Regions from separate parts of the Rattus norvegicus genome. Here region 2 is linked to region 1. The links are chromatin contacts, called in public Hi-C maps. All regions are on one chromosome and are shown on one strand. The core of a region is the stretch at or near the end of the contact, and the rest is flanking DNA. Distances in the headings are between cores, read along the strand shown.

Region 1 (3,176 bases), core at 329-2,828:
CCCATTGGCCCTCTGACTTCCCGATTTGCTCCAAAGTTTGGTTTTCATCTACACATTACCGTACTTACTGTACCATTTGCTTTCTTTAAACACATTCGTTCATAATTCCATTAAACACATCAGAGAGCTGACAACGATCAGCCCCTTCTGCCTCTGCCTTGTGAAGCAGTCTCTCCTCTCTCCACCCTTTTCTTTCTTTCTTTGTTTTGGTTTTGTTTTAAGCCTGCTGTTGGAAGTTGATCTCACCTTGGTTGCCTTGGCGCTCTGCTTCCTGCTTCTGATCGCCCACTCCCTCCGGCCCCTACTGACAGGCCTGCCTCATTATCCACTGAAATTGCTGGCACGGGATGTCCCTTGTAATGTTAGGAGCTGCAGGGCTCTGAACACTCAGGGTCTCTCTGATGACCACATGACGTTTGCAACTACTGTCCTTCCTTCTCACCATTCTCACTCAAGGCACCAGTCCTCAAGCTCCCGGGCTTCACTGACAACTGTGGGCGGGCAGATGCAGAGCGGGCCTGGGATACGCCCACCTGCTCGCTGTTCTGCAGACATCCAAGAGGAGCAAGCAGAACGCCGTCTGCCCTCTGCCGTCTGCCGTCTGCCCTCTGCCCTCTGCCCTCTGCCCTCTGCCCTCTGCCCTCTGCATACAGACAGGGTCCTTCCTGCCCACATCTAAGAAGGATGCAGTATTTCCCTAGACTGTCCTTTCTCATTCTTGAAACTCAGCCCAGAATTTCATCATGTGGGAAGCTTTCTCTGAAGCCCCAGGGTCAAGCAGGGGATCCAAGACACAGCTGCCACATGGAGGCCGGGAGCTCAAGTGAGCCAATGAAATGGTAAAAAAACAAAACGTGACTCCAGGTGGCTGCAGGCTAGAGGTTTCTGAGTTGACCTCCAGGTATCAGCTTCTTCAAAGGTGGCCAGTCAGTCTCCAGCAGGGCCTCTCCCTCCACCTGCTCAAACCTGCCTGCCGGTCATCTGGCTTCCTCCACACCTCCTCATTCCCCATTCCCCTGCCCACGGAGCTTAGCCCCTAAACGCCCTCCTCTCAGCCACCTCCTTCTCTCCGGCATTCATGCACCTCTCCGCCTGTGTGCGCATGATCCAACACTGGCATCCGCCCACCCCGAAGGAGCGCCCTCCTCTGCCTGGAGGCTCGCAGGCCAGCACCATGGTGGCATTTAGGGAGGGAGAAGCTGGGAAAGGCGCCTACAGCCTCAGGAAGAAGGCATTCTGGATTGACATACCCAAAGCATCACCGGGGAGCACAGGTCCCCCTTCCCCGTTGGACCAGTGTGCTGGGAAGGACTGATCATCCTCCAGGGTGTAACACACAGGCAGGGTGGCCTCTGCTCACAGTGAACTAGAGCGTTCTGCATACTCACAGTACCACTTCCTCTAGAAAGTCTCATCTCCCACAGAGCATTAGCAGAACCAAGGCAGAGGTACTTCATGGTGCCTGGGGGACCGACTCAAGAGGAGCTTTCTGGATTAAGTGACTCCCACACTACGGGAGGCAGTTGGACCTCCGAGACTCACGAGTGTGGCCATCAGGAGCTGTCCCAGTATTTAGAAATGGTTCTGCCTCTTTACCGTCAAAACAAAGGAGCATGACCCAGTCGTAGCACACACCCGTAAATCCAGCACTCAAAAGCTACAGGTAGTAGGGTCAGGTCAAGGTCATCTTCAACTACCCACCCAGTTTGAGACCACCCTGGACTACTTGAGACCAGGTATTGCAAAGAAAACTAAAACAAAAACAACCTAGAGACCACAAAAGAGAATGTCAGATGGGTGAGCAAAAAACAGACAAACAGACAAAAACACGCTGCACCTCTCTGGTGACGTCATCACTAGTCCTGCAGAGCACAGCTCCGTGGGCCTCAAGCATCTGAGAGAAAAGGCCTGAAGCCGCAACCAATGTCCCTGAGTACACAGCCACTTCGATTTGGCAGAGAGAGGCCTGGAAACCCTCTGGGGCTGGTGGATGGCTTAAGTGGAATGAACACCTGACAGGAAATGAGCCCGAGACACCACGGGGTCCCATGGCCCTGCTCTGGCAACCCCGGGATTCTAAGGTGGGGCCAGGCTCTACTGGGGATCCCCGGTCCGGGGAACTCTGGCCCTGGCCTTTGCATCTTCCAATTGTGAGACGACAGAGGGAGAAGAAAGATCCCTATGGGGTTTGGTTTTCGGAATGTCCCCTCACAGGAACGTTTACTGTGGTTGAGCTGAACAAGTGGCTGATGCTTGTTGGTTCCTTACCTGCACATTCCGTTGGTTATGCATCTTACAACCACCCTCCAGTGGACTTTTTACCTTATCCGGCAAAATGCGACACTTCCTCAGACTCTGCTGTACAGACCACATTGCTTGGGTCTGTAAAGTTCAGCTTCGGGAGTTTACACTTTTCTTCCCGTGTCTTCTCCCTGATGTCCACGAGAGGGAGCCAGCACGCCTGTCTTGTGGCGCTGGCTCTCAAACGCAAAAACCCAGTATTTGCAGAATTCTAGTGAACAAAGATTCTGGAGGACCCTGGGATTTTTGGCAACATGTTTTAACACAGTAGAACTTTGGCAAACATGAGAAGACTTTCAGATCTTTGCTGTCTTGGTTTTCTGGTGTGTGTGTGTGTGTGTGTGTGTGTGTGTGTGTGTGTGTGTGTTGGGGGCGAGGTTGTTGGCGACGATGCTTGGTTTGTTTTTAGTTTTTTTCTCTTTTTTTTTTTTAAAGATTTATTTATTCATTTATTATATATAAGTACACTGTAGCTGTCTTCAGACACACCAGAAGAGGGCATCGGGTCTCCTTACAGATGTTTGTGAGCCACCATGTGGTTGCTGGGAATTGAACTCAGGACCTCTGGAAGAGCAGTCGGGTACTCTTAACCACTGAGCCATCTCTCCAGCCCAGTTTTTTTTCTCTTTTTAAAATTTGTATTTACCTTTATTTTATGTATGTTGGTGCTTTCCCTCCATGCGTGTCTGTGTGAGAGTGTCAGATCTTGGAGTTACAGACAGTTATAAGCTGCTATGTGGGTGCTAGAATTTGAACCTGGGTCCTCAGAAAAAGCAGTCACTGAAAAACCACTAAAGCTATCTCTCCAGCCCTTGTTTTTAGCTTTTGAGACAGTCTCACCTAGTTCAGGCTGACCTCTAACTCATTACGTATGT
Region 2 (3,176 bases), core at 381-2,880, 190 kb after region 1:
CTTTGACTTGCTAGGATTCATTCTGAAGAATGACTCATAATTCGGTTCGATTACCAAACTGTATGCTGTCTTTGATACCGGGTAGAGCGGGAGCCCCATGGGCGCTAGAATATTTTGTGAGTGTGAGAGGCTGCTCACGCTGCCTCCTTGTCACAGGAAGTGTGTGGCAGCTTCGTGTCTGCATCAAGGTACACGGACTGCCCTCACCTTCCAAGGGTAAAATGTGAACAGTGCTTCCGGGTCATGGGTTCAAGGCTACAATGGGATTTTATTAAATGTTTTCATTAAATGGTTTAGAGTCATAGACTCTTGGCCAGTTCAGAGCAAAAGGATGGAACTCTGCACCCCAGAGGGGGGTGGGGTTCCTACAGTGTAAGCAGGACCTCTTGGCCTAATTGCTTGGGTGAAAGTCAGAGTTCTTGGTATTTTAGATTCCGCTTTATATTTGTTACCATATTTTAGATGCCATTTTATATTTGGGGGCTCTATTTCTGAAAACTTACCCTGTATGATTAAATAAGAAAGACACTGAGGATAAAAGCTGTCAGCCTTGTGGTAGAACCGTACGGTGGTGAGTCAGAAGCTCTGCAAGGCACCCGTTACCAGGAGTGGGGTTGGAAACCGAGGGATGGACGCAGTGAAGTGGGCAAGAGGCCTGCTTTTTCTCAGAATGGCTCTGTGCCTCGGCACTGAGTCCCAGCTGAAAGACTGGGCCGCTCAAGTGCACAGACCTTTTATTCCCAGACACCGGGGAAGGGCAATTTCATAGATGACTCTTGAGTTCCTTTTTGTGGTCGGCCTCACTGATCAGAAATATCTCCGGGCAAGCCTTTTTCTGAAGTGATCTGCCGGCATTCGGAACACCATTTTTCTTGTGAAGCCAAAGGGTTAGTGTTGAGAAAGGGACCCGAATGCTTCACAGCAGCTTCTGAGAGAAGAGTGACAACTGCCCTCCCAGACGGGGGCCCCCTGCCAGAAATGGTGTCTTTGCAACTAAATCTTCTATCCAACAGGAGGTTTTCGTTAAAGCTGTTTTCCATAATGAGCTACCAACCAGACATGTAGTACCCACTTAAAGGAATGACTCCGAAAGCCTTATTTCCTATGCATTTAAGCATGCAGAGCAAATGTTCTCTCCCTTGGATGCCGCAGAATACCCCATAACTACCATTCAGAAAACCACACGGGTAACTGTTCTAGCCCATCGAGTTCAGAATACATGATTTATTTTTAAACCAAGGCAGTCATCGTTTATGACGTTTTAAGTAATTGTGGCTCAAGAGGAGCGCTTGAAAAAGCGACAGGAGTGGACTGTGACCAGCACCTTCGGCTTCTCAACATGTTTGACCTTGCCATGGCATGTCGATGGTTGATTTTACAGAGCTCGCTAGGCGCAGAACACAGCACACACATATATGGGCAATTTGGTGAAATCTAAGCACCTTTATAAACCTGTAGGCACCAAGAGGCCTGGGGCACGGGTGCGTGAGTAAAATGAAGCGAGTGTGTGCTGAGCTCCAGGAGAAGCTCAGGAAGCAGGAATTCAAGCAAGAGGACCTGGGACCTAGCTAATCCCTCTCTAGGTCTGGTGGAGTGGTGGAGAGCCTGGAAGGAAGCAAACCCGACGTTAGGCATGATGGAGAGATAAAGAAGCCATGTGATCCGATAAGAGCCGCCCGCCAGCCGTGGGGTGTGCTGGGAAGGATTTATGGTGCTATGAAATTGGCTCCCTCCCTGAAGGAGGTGGGGGAGGGAGGCAGAGAGTCACAGATGGCAGACAGAACCCTTTCCTCTGCAGGTGAGCCTGCAGCGCCATCCATCCCGGGTTTTATGACCTTGTCTGCTGCTGAGGCTGCACCCACTACGCTGTCCCCTCAGGTGCCTGGCAGCCGGCAGAGCCTTCCCTCTGCAGACTTACTCTTCAGGGTGCAGGAGTGCTGTGGTTTAGGGACACACCTTTGGTATTAAAGTCAGCCTGCCAGCAAAAACAAGCCACAGAGTCTCTGACAAGTGGCCTTCATCGTGCCTTACTTCAGGGTAGACTCTGCCTTCCTTTTGTAAAGAAAATGAAAATCACAATGAAATGTTCTCGGCAGCCGAGGAGGTGGGCCAGGGCTGAGCAGGGCAGTCAGGAGCACACATCCTCCATAAGATGGGGAACATGGAGGCTCTCCACAGCTTCCCTCAGTTCCTCGGTTTACTTCTGGGATGCGGCCTGCTTCGAGTTGAATGAAAATGTCACCGCAGTTTTGGAATTACTTTCCGTGCGATTACGTCTACCTGTATGCACGTGCAAATACATCTTCATGTGTAACCTGCATGTGTAACCTGTGACCCTTCATTCAGGTTACGCATTAAGGAAAAGGAAGTCCCAGCATTCTGACCCTGCCGTAGGATCTTACCTGCCTCCTTTTGATTTTGAGTGGTTATAGGACAAATTAGTCAGCCATGTTAGGGACCAAAAAGTGCTTTTCCTTGAAGAAAGCACATTTAAATGAAAAGGTCCCCAGTCCAGCCAGTTTGGCTCAAGTGGTTGTCACCTAATGTCATTTATTGGTAATGACATTGGCTCTTCAGGTTAGTTCACATTCTGACCTGGGCTTCATTCAGTTGATGTCGGGGCCACATCCAAAGTTTGCTAGTTTGGGGAGGTTTTGTTTTGTTTTGTTTGATTTTTTTTAAATAGGAGAGAGAGAGGGAGGGAGAGAGAGAGAGAGAGAGAGAGAGAGAGAATTTTTAAGTGGACCTGTCCTTTACCTTCCTATTGCACAGCCCTGAATAATAAACCCCTCACCACTCACTGTTGAATTAGTTTTACAAAGAAGGGAAGGAGAAAGGTCAGGGAGTTCCCTCTGTACTGTTGGATTTTGAGCAGCTGGTTGACTGTAGAAGCCTGCTCAGTGTGTGGGGTGGCCAAGGAACCTTGGTGGGCCACAGATAGGAAGTAGTTGGCTCCTGACATTACAGATGAATACCCAGACGTCATGCATGCTCATGTCTGCTTTTAAGCCCCTACCTCCCTGCCCTCCCGTGAAGGAAGGCACTTGGTAGGAGTAATCAAGTTGGAAGGCTATAGGCCTGAGAGTGCAGAGCACACAGTCTGCAGCCTGGGAACAAGGAGCTGGGTACTTTTTTTTTTTTTAAATCTCTAATAAATGTATACTTAATGTGGCACT

Evidence for each region. A called contact is a pair of places that touch in the nucleus more often than the background predicts.
Region 2: a contact with region 1 is called in a Hi-C map of mammary epithelial cells, with 3 times the contacts expected there. The contact joins two enhancer-like sites. A contact is called at or near these places in 5 of 12 Hi-C or Micro-C datasets (the A7r5 cell line, the Rat2 cell line, frontal cortex and 2 more).

The regions. Positions count from the first base shown.
Region 1 is chr14:98,235,138-98,238,313 of GRCr8, forward strand. No RefSeq gene overlaps it. Among named protein-coding and RNA genes, the nearest start is that of Spred2, 110 kb to the right of the region's middle. Within about 2 kb of position 1,579, at least 8 of the 93 cell types and tissues checked have an H3K27ac peak or open chromatin away from gene starts, as enhancers often do.
Region 2 is chr14:98,420,326-98,423,501 of GRCr8, forward strand. All of the region lies in intron 1 of Spred2 (sprouty-related, EVH1 domain containing 2), which reads left to right. Among named protein-coding and RNA genes, the nearest start is that of Trnap-agg79, 41 kb to the right of the region's middle. Within about 2 kb of position 1,631, at least 5 of the 93 cell types and tissues checked have an H3K27ac peak or open chromatin away from gene starts, as enhancers often do.